2 separate regions of the Gossypium hirsutum genome follow, and region 1 is linked to region 2. The links are chromatin contacts, called in public Hi-C maps. All regions are on one chromosome and are shown on one strand. The core of a region is the stretch at or near the end of the contact, and the rest is flanking DNA. Distances in the headings are between cores, read along the strand shown.

What was found. Hi-C and Micro-C count contacts between places; a contact is called where the count stands out from the background.
Region 1: a contact with region 2 is called in a Hi-C map of hypocotyl, with 7 times the contacts expected there. The contact joins two enhancer-like sites. A contact is called at or near these places in 5 of 34 Hi-C or Micro-C datasets (callus, hypocotyl and leaf).

Annotation. Positions count from the first base shown.
Region 1 is chrA08:23,827,192-23,830,793 of Gossypium_hirsutum_v2.1, forward strand. No RefSeq gene overlaps it. Among protein-coding and RNA genes, the nearest start is that of LOC121204597, 11 kb to the left of the region's middle. Within about 2 kb of position 1,895, at least 7 of the 9 cell types and tissues checked have an H3K27ac peak or open chromatin away from gene starts, as enhancers often do. A contact at or near this core is called in hypocotyl, where this site is marked.
Region 2 is chrA08:23,687,950-23,691,673 of Gossypium_hirsutum_v2.1, forward strand. It overlaps LOC107906405 (probable protein phosphatase 2C 44), which reads left to right. Exons shown (of 5, transcript XM_016833426.2): 5 at 3,524-3,724. The coding sequence ends at 3,661. Among protein-coding and RNA genes, the nearest start is that of LOC107906405, 9.7 kb to the left of the region's middle. Within about 2 kb of position 1,597, at least 1 of the 9 cell types and tissues checked has an H3K27ac peak or open chromatin away from gene starts, as enhancers often do. A contact at or near this core is called in hypocotyl, where this site is marked.

The DNA.
Region 1 (3,602 bases), core at 645-3,144, 140 kb after region 2:
GGGTGCATGAATAATAATGGAAGTACTTAAGTGTAAGGCGACTCGAACCACCAATCAAAGCTTAAAGGCAACATGTTTGCAAATATGGTACCACTTGAACCAAAGTGGTACATTGGTTACAAGTAAGGGCCCTATAAGCCTCAAGTTGGTGGTTCGAATAGTCTCGTGCTTAGGTACTTTTATTATTATTCACACATCCCATATTGGCACATTCCCTGAGCCTTACGGGTACCACCAATTGAGGTATGCCCCTTCGTGAAATTTACACGAGGAAAGAGATATAATAAGATACTCAATAATTATTCATCATTAAAGAATATCATTTTAAGAATAAAATAATTACTTGTGAATTTTAACGGGTGTTGCAAGGAATTTTTTAGTTTAAAAATAAATAAATTTTATTTATAACAAAATTGATTTTATAATTTCTTTTAAATATCAAATTTAAAGTCATTATTTTGAAGTAGAATATAATACTTGAATAAATGGTACCGTTTTTGTTAACAGGCATCGTGAAGATTAATTCAACTCCAAAATTTAAATATTGTTTCGCAAATAAAAAAATGATTTTTTAACAAATATTAAATTGATTTTAAAATTTTACTAAAAAGATTACATTTAAAACAAAAAAAAATGGTGACAAGTTTATATTTCTTAAAATCCGTGAAATCGTGATGACAAGTGTTGTGATGGGATGACCATCACTCATCTCAACGTGATCATGTAAATAAAAAACACATGCTGATTTCAGGACAGAAGTATATCGGTAGACATGCAAATCATTTCAAGCCTACATTAGCAAGGCTTTTAATAGAAAAATGGGTACCAATTTGATGAACCATATGCTCCGAATGTTTGATGTAAGAGTAAGATCATCTATGTAGACGATAATGTGAGAAATGATACCGTCTGGAGTTGTTTGAGATTGTAGAGGGCACAAAGCCAACCAGGAGGCTGCTCAATGAAACCTGGGAAGGCATTTAATCATTCAGTTCGAGTTGGCAGAGTAAGAAAGAGACAGGCAAGTCATTATGTGCAGAGAATGTATCAAGGTCATTGATGTTGGAGTGCTGCTCATAGCCCTCCACAAGTCTTGTCGGAATTATGTTTTGAGATCAAGTCATGCTTTGCTACGTCTCTTGAGTTGGGCCGTCAAGTGGTGTTCTGCTATTGGCTGCTAGTTTCATCAAAATTTTCACCAACTTAATCACGTCCTCATTCATAATTTTTTAGTCAATTTTTTTATAGTTGTCTAGATGTAAATGTATTTGGACAACATATTGTCCAAGTCCATTCTTGATGTGAAATTAATAGTAGTTGTCTAAGTCCATTTTTAATGTGAAATTTATACTTTTATTAGTAATTTATATTAGTAGGGTTTCACCAGTGATATTATTTTGGCTAAATTATAAAGTAAAAACTTAAAGATTATATAATATGCTATAAATTTTGGTACTTTTCAGATATTTGGAATTTAATTTTTATATTTTTATTTTCAAGAATTTAATCTTTTTACTTTTTAAATTTAATAATTCAAGTCTAGTTGTTACTATTAAAATTCTTTTGTCAAATTCATTGGTTTGATATTTTAAAATTAAAAAAAAAACTCACTTGGTAGCCAAGTGACAAAAAAATAACATTGTAATGAAAAAATTTAATAAAGAATTTTAATGATGTTAACAATTTTTAAAATTAAAAACAAATTTAATAATTACATGCTAGCAGTAGATTAAGAATTAACTTCCTACAAAGGCTAATTTGTATCAGTGCAGAATTGGGGCAGATCAGATGTGTCCACGCTATGGTAATGGCCCAAAGACAATTCATGATGCCTGTCGAGATTGCTCCGGTGTACTGGAGGTTTGGCACAGGTTAGCCTAAGGATACACCCATTCAATGGATTGGTTAGTTATTTGCTCATAATGGGAGACAAGTGCTCTAGAAGGCCCCTATTGATCCATGGGTCCGTGTCAACTTTGATGCGGGTTTCTTCGACCATTTGCGGGCTGCAAGTGCAAGAGTGGTGAGTAGAAATCACGAGGGGCTGTTGTTAGTGTCGATTTGCTTTTGGCAAGAGCACATACCTCGTCCATTATCTGCGAAAGCCTTAGCTTATGTGCGAGCTATCAAATTTGCCTGAGATTTGGGTTTTCGGTTGGTTGAGATAGCAGGTGACTCCGCGGTGCTTATCTCTAAGCTAAAGAGTGGATATTGATCGTTCGGTCGTGAGTGCAATTGTTTGGGATGAAAAACAACTTGTGTTTGGTTTTGAATTTTAAAGCTCCGTTTGTTTTAGTGAAAATGATTTTTAGAAAATAATTTTTGGAAAATAATTTATTTTTTGAAAAAATTAATATTTTCTGATATTTGGATGAATCTGTGTAAAATATTTTCTGTTATTTGGTAGATTTCTTAAAAATATTTCATAAAAGTTGTTTTCAATTAAACAAACATACATTTCAGATTTTCTTATTTTTTATTTTTTATTGTTTAATTGAATTTATTTTTATCTATAATTTTATATTTTACATTGTTTTTGCATATATTAAAAATATTATGTTAAATTTAGATTCATTACAATGTCATTTTTTAATTACACGACTACTAAGTGAATATTTTTTATTTAAAAAATGTGACATCAACAAAATTGACAAAAAAATTAACGATGTCAACAATTGGATTTCAAATTTGAAAAGTAAAGGGACTAAATTCTTGAAAATAAAAGTATAAAAACTAAATTATAAATCTGTGAAGTGTACATAGACTTATGACATATTTTAACCTTTATACTACAAAACATTTATTATTAATATATTTATAATTGTAATACATATTTATTATTAAAATATTAATATTGAATATTTTCAATAATATTGAATAGTTTTAATAATATGTGAGTAATATTATTTAAAATTATTATTTTTAAAATTTATTATTAAAATAAAATTGAAATATTAAATAATTTATTAAAACAATAACTTATATTTATTATATTAATAATTTATTATATGAATAAATATAAATAATTAAATATGTATGTTAATAATATTGAAAAATATAATATTTCAAATATTTTAAAAATAAAAATAAAATTTATTATCAATATATAAGCTTGATTTAAGTTAATTTTTATATAAAATAAAATTATCTATAGATGAGCTCTTTTCCGGAAAATCACTTACACTTTTCAAAATCGTAAGTCATTTTACAGGAAAAAAGGGCTTATTTTACCTTGACCTATAAGTTATTTTCCGTTGACCAAACTATTTTCTGTGAAACAAACACAGGAAAATGCAGAAAATATTTTCCGTAAAATATTTTACATGAAAACAAACGGATCCTAAGTTTTAGCATATTAAACGATGAGGGAATCTGGTTGCTCATTTGCTAGCCCGTGAAGGCTTTCTCCGAAAGCAGGATTTTTTTGGGTGGAGGATGGACCAGATTCTATTCTAGCAACAGTGAACAGAAAACGATGAGGGTGTGGCTGATTTTGTTGGAGGGTACTGGGATGGAGATGTTTTGGCCAAATCTATAATCTTATTGGTAGGTTTTGATGCGACTTCAACCTTAGTCGTTGCTCGGTGATAGATTCAGTCAGT
Region 2 (3,724 bases), core at 347-2,846:
ATAGAGTTCGAACTAGTTTCTTACCAAACTGATCACATAAATAAATATTATATATCTAGAAGCTAAACACGTTCTCTTTGTTAAACAAAAGAGAATTCCAGTCCCACTGCAGCAGTTTGAACTTTGAGATTTTATGTTGGAATGATACATCCTAAGCATTCTAAAAGTGATCTAATTGTTTTCTTGATAAGTTTTCCTTTATTTTTAATGTTCCACTATTCTTTTAGTTAGTAATTATGCTTCTATAAGTGGACATATGACACGGTTACCTAATTTTCATAAGTTTTAATTTTAGGCATCAAAAACAAAAAAATTGCCAAAAGGGCACCACAGTTACAAATCGTTTTCATTTTGGTCACTCGTCATTAATTTGGAGTTATAGACAATGTTATTGTAGACTCATTTTAGTCACCCACTTTGAATAAGTTTCTATTTTGATCACTAATTTTTTTTCTTTTTTTAAAGAATTAATTTTTTTTTCCAACAAATGGAAAAAGCCTAGATTTTGTAGAGAAAGACTTGGGTTTTTACATGGAAAAACCATCTTATCTTATTAATTTTTTTTGTACTTTTTTAGAATTAATTTTAGTTTTTCCCTAGGAAGGGAAAAATTGGGGATTTTATAGGAAATTACCTGGATTATAGGGAAATATTTGGATTTTTACAAAAAAAAGAAGATCTTTTTAATTTCCTTTATTTTTTAGAATTAATTTTAGTTTTTTCAGTAACAAGGGAAAACATGGGTTTTTTTACGAGAAAAACTTGAGTTTTTAAAAGGGGTTGAGTTATAGGAAAAAATTCTGGGTTTCATGTTGCAGCTGAATAACTCAGTTTCCATAAAAGACCAAGTTTTTTAAAAATAAAATTAATTCTAAAAAAGAAAATGAATAACCAAAATGAACAATTAAAGTTGAGTGACTAAAATGAGCATGCAATAATATTGCCTAACCCAAAATTAATGGCTGGTGACCAAAATGAAAACGGTTTGTAACGGCAGTGGTTTTTTTTTTTTTTGGCAATTATTTTATTTTATTTTCAATACCCAAAATGAAAACTTACAAAAGTTGGATGACCAACTGTGTAGTTTACCCTTTTATCTTTTAATGAGATTTAATGGCTAGGATTAGGTGGTGATTGTGTCCTAAGGTGCTAGGTTTACTACTATGTAGTTATTGATTTGGACGCTTCTTTATTTTATTGAGTTATCGTCTGACTAGCATGTAATTTCCTGATAATTTTAAAAGGCTAGGCTTCTGAAACACAGATCGAAGAAGAGTATTCCTTTTCTTTTAGAATCTGCCTTCTTAAATGTGCTATTGTTCCTCACCAACTTCGGAGAATTTGGCAAGGATCATTGGGTTCTGATTAAAGTACCTTTTTACCCTTCTTATTATTGGCTAAAAATAAAATTTATTCTAGCAGCAATATTTTGTTTTCAGTTATTAAGTGTAGCACTGAAGTTGTTTTATTAGCTGATAGCTACAGCAACTTACAATCGAAAATTATATAATATGTTATATTGGAGTGTAGTCTGATTGAATGAGTTAGTCTCATCCCACTTTGGTGGTGGAGAGAGGTGATACTTGAGACAACATTATGTTGCAATTAAGGAGTACACGGGTGGTGGTTATGCTGGTGTGTAATGTTAGTAATTTTTCATGTGATGTTGACTTTATAAGCACATGATAACTACTAAGGTGGTGGCTGTGATCGCTATGTTAATGGCAATGTTGAGATCATGTCTTTGACATTTGACATGGTTTGCCACATTTATAGCCGGCAATGCACGTAATGGTTGTTGACATGCAAAACCAGAAATTCGTCATTAGGGGGAGAGGTGTGTATAAAATTATAAATACGAATAAAAGCACGGATATGAAGAAACTTTTGAACTAGTGAAATGGTGGTTGTTTATTGTATTTCCTTAGATCAGCCGCTGATAATGAAGGCCAGAAACTAATAAATTATATAATATTGAAGTTGGAGCAAGAAAACTATGTTTTAGTGTTTTAGACCCACTAATAGATAATATTTGCAATACTATACGGCTGCCTAATATGTCAAAAACTTGCACTGGGGTTTCAACAGCTTCAATCCTAGCCCTTGGATTAATCCACATAAATCCCCATTCGAGCTCATATAACGGCATCTCATCCTAGCCACTTGATCACTTAAAACTAATGCATAATCACTAACCATTAACTAAAGTAAAACAATAGCGACCGGCCATGTAGTCTGTTGGTACAATGTTGGACTTTAGTTCCAATGACCAGGCATGAACCTTTAAGCTCTTTAATAACCTTGATTTAATGTTCTGATGCCCTTTGCATTTTCCTCAAAATTGATATAGTTTAATGTATAACTTTTTTAGTATTTATGGTTTATTAATTTTGCATATAGTCAATATCTTGATACATTTGCCCTTTTATCAATATTTTTTTTTACCTCTAATTTTGTTTTATTAACAGTTATACTAGGAACTGTAGGAAAATGGTACATTGTGTCCTTTTTTTTAATGTTATTAAGTTATTCTTTACTTGGACTTGCCTAATGATAGTTGTTGATGAATGTTCATTACAATGTCTTAGGCTGATGTTTTGGAACGTTAATAACGTAATATCTATTAGATAAAAAGTAGATAATCATTGAATTGATTGTTTATATCCAATGAGGTGGTGGTAGATAAATCCTTGATAATTTTGAGGTCATTGAGATTTAAATTGTCAATGATTTAAAACTTTTAATGCATCAATAAACTCATTTTGGAGACAATTCAAGGAAGATTTTCAGTAAAAAAACGATGAAAATTTCTAGGAAAAGCAAAAAAGGACAATTTTTAAAATTATGTCGATAAAAGTAAGATTTAACTAAATGTTATTTCAATACTTTTATCATATTACTGTATTTTTTCATTCTTAAATCAATGATGTTTCCCTTTTAACAGTTATTAGATACAAAATCTCCGTTCAACTATGTCCTTTAGTCTTTACCAAAGGAAAGAAGAAAAACAATAGAAGTAATTCTATTGTTCAATTTTAGCAGTACACAGTAGAATGGAAATTTATCCCGTACATTGATGGTTTTTTTTTACTTGATCCTGTACATTGATGTTAAATTCTTAAAACTCCACGATTTGGCTATAACTAGGGAAATTTGTAATGACATGCTGATCTGTAAAGCTTGCCTTTGTAGTTTAAAAACTCTACAGTTAGTATACAGGATAATAATCAATTTGACGTTCTTCGTACTAAAAAGTTTGTGCTATTTTAGTATCAATTTTATTTTTTTTAAATTTTGGCAGAGACCAACTTAACTTTTGCTCGATTTCCATTATATGGACTTGTTTTAGGGAAATGATCATCATGTGTAGCAAAGAATAATCCCCTGTGATGGTGTTCTTTATCTGCTCTGCTAAAATGAGTTGTATGTTTTTAAACGGCATAGGGTTTCTTTAGTTCTATATTGGCTGTAAGTAGCTGACGCATAAGTAAAAGAAAAATAACTTGTTTCATTTGTTTGGCAGGTAATGAAGAATGAAGAGGCAGTTAATTTGGTGAAATCCGTGAAGGATCCCCAAGCAGCAGCCAAACTGTTAACGACCGAGGCATTGGCTAGAAAAAGCAAAGATGATATATCATGCATTGTAATTCGATTTGGCTGATTCAGATGGTTTTCCATTGGGAGGCGTTGTACATGGGGGGAACTCTTTATGAGTTGGAGAGCT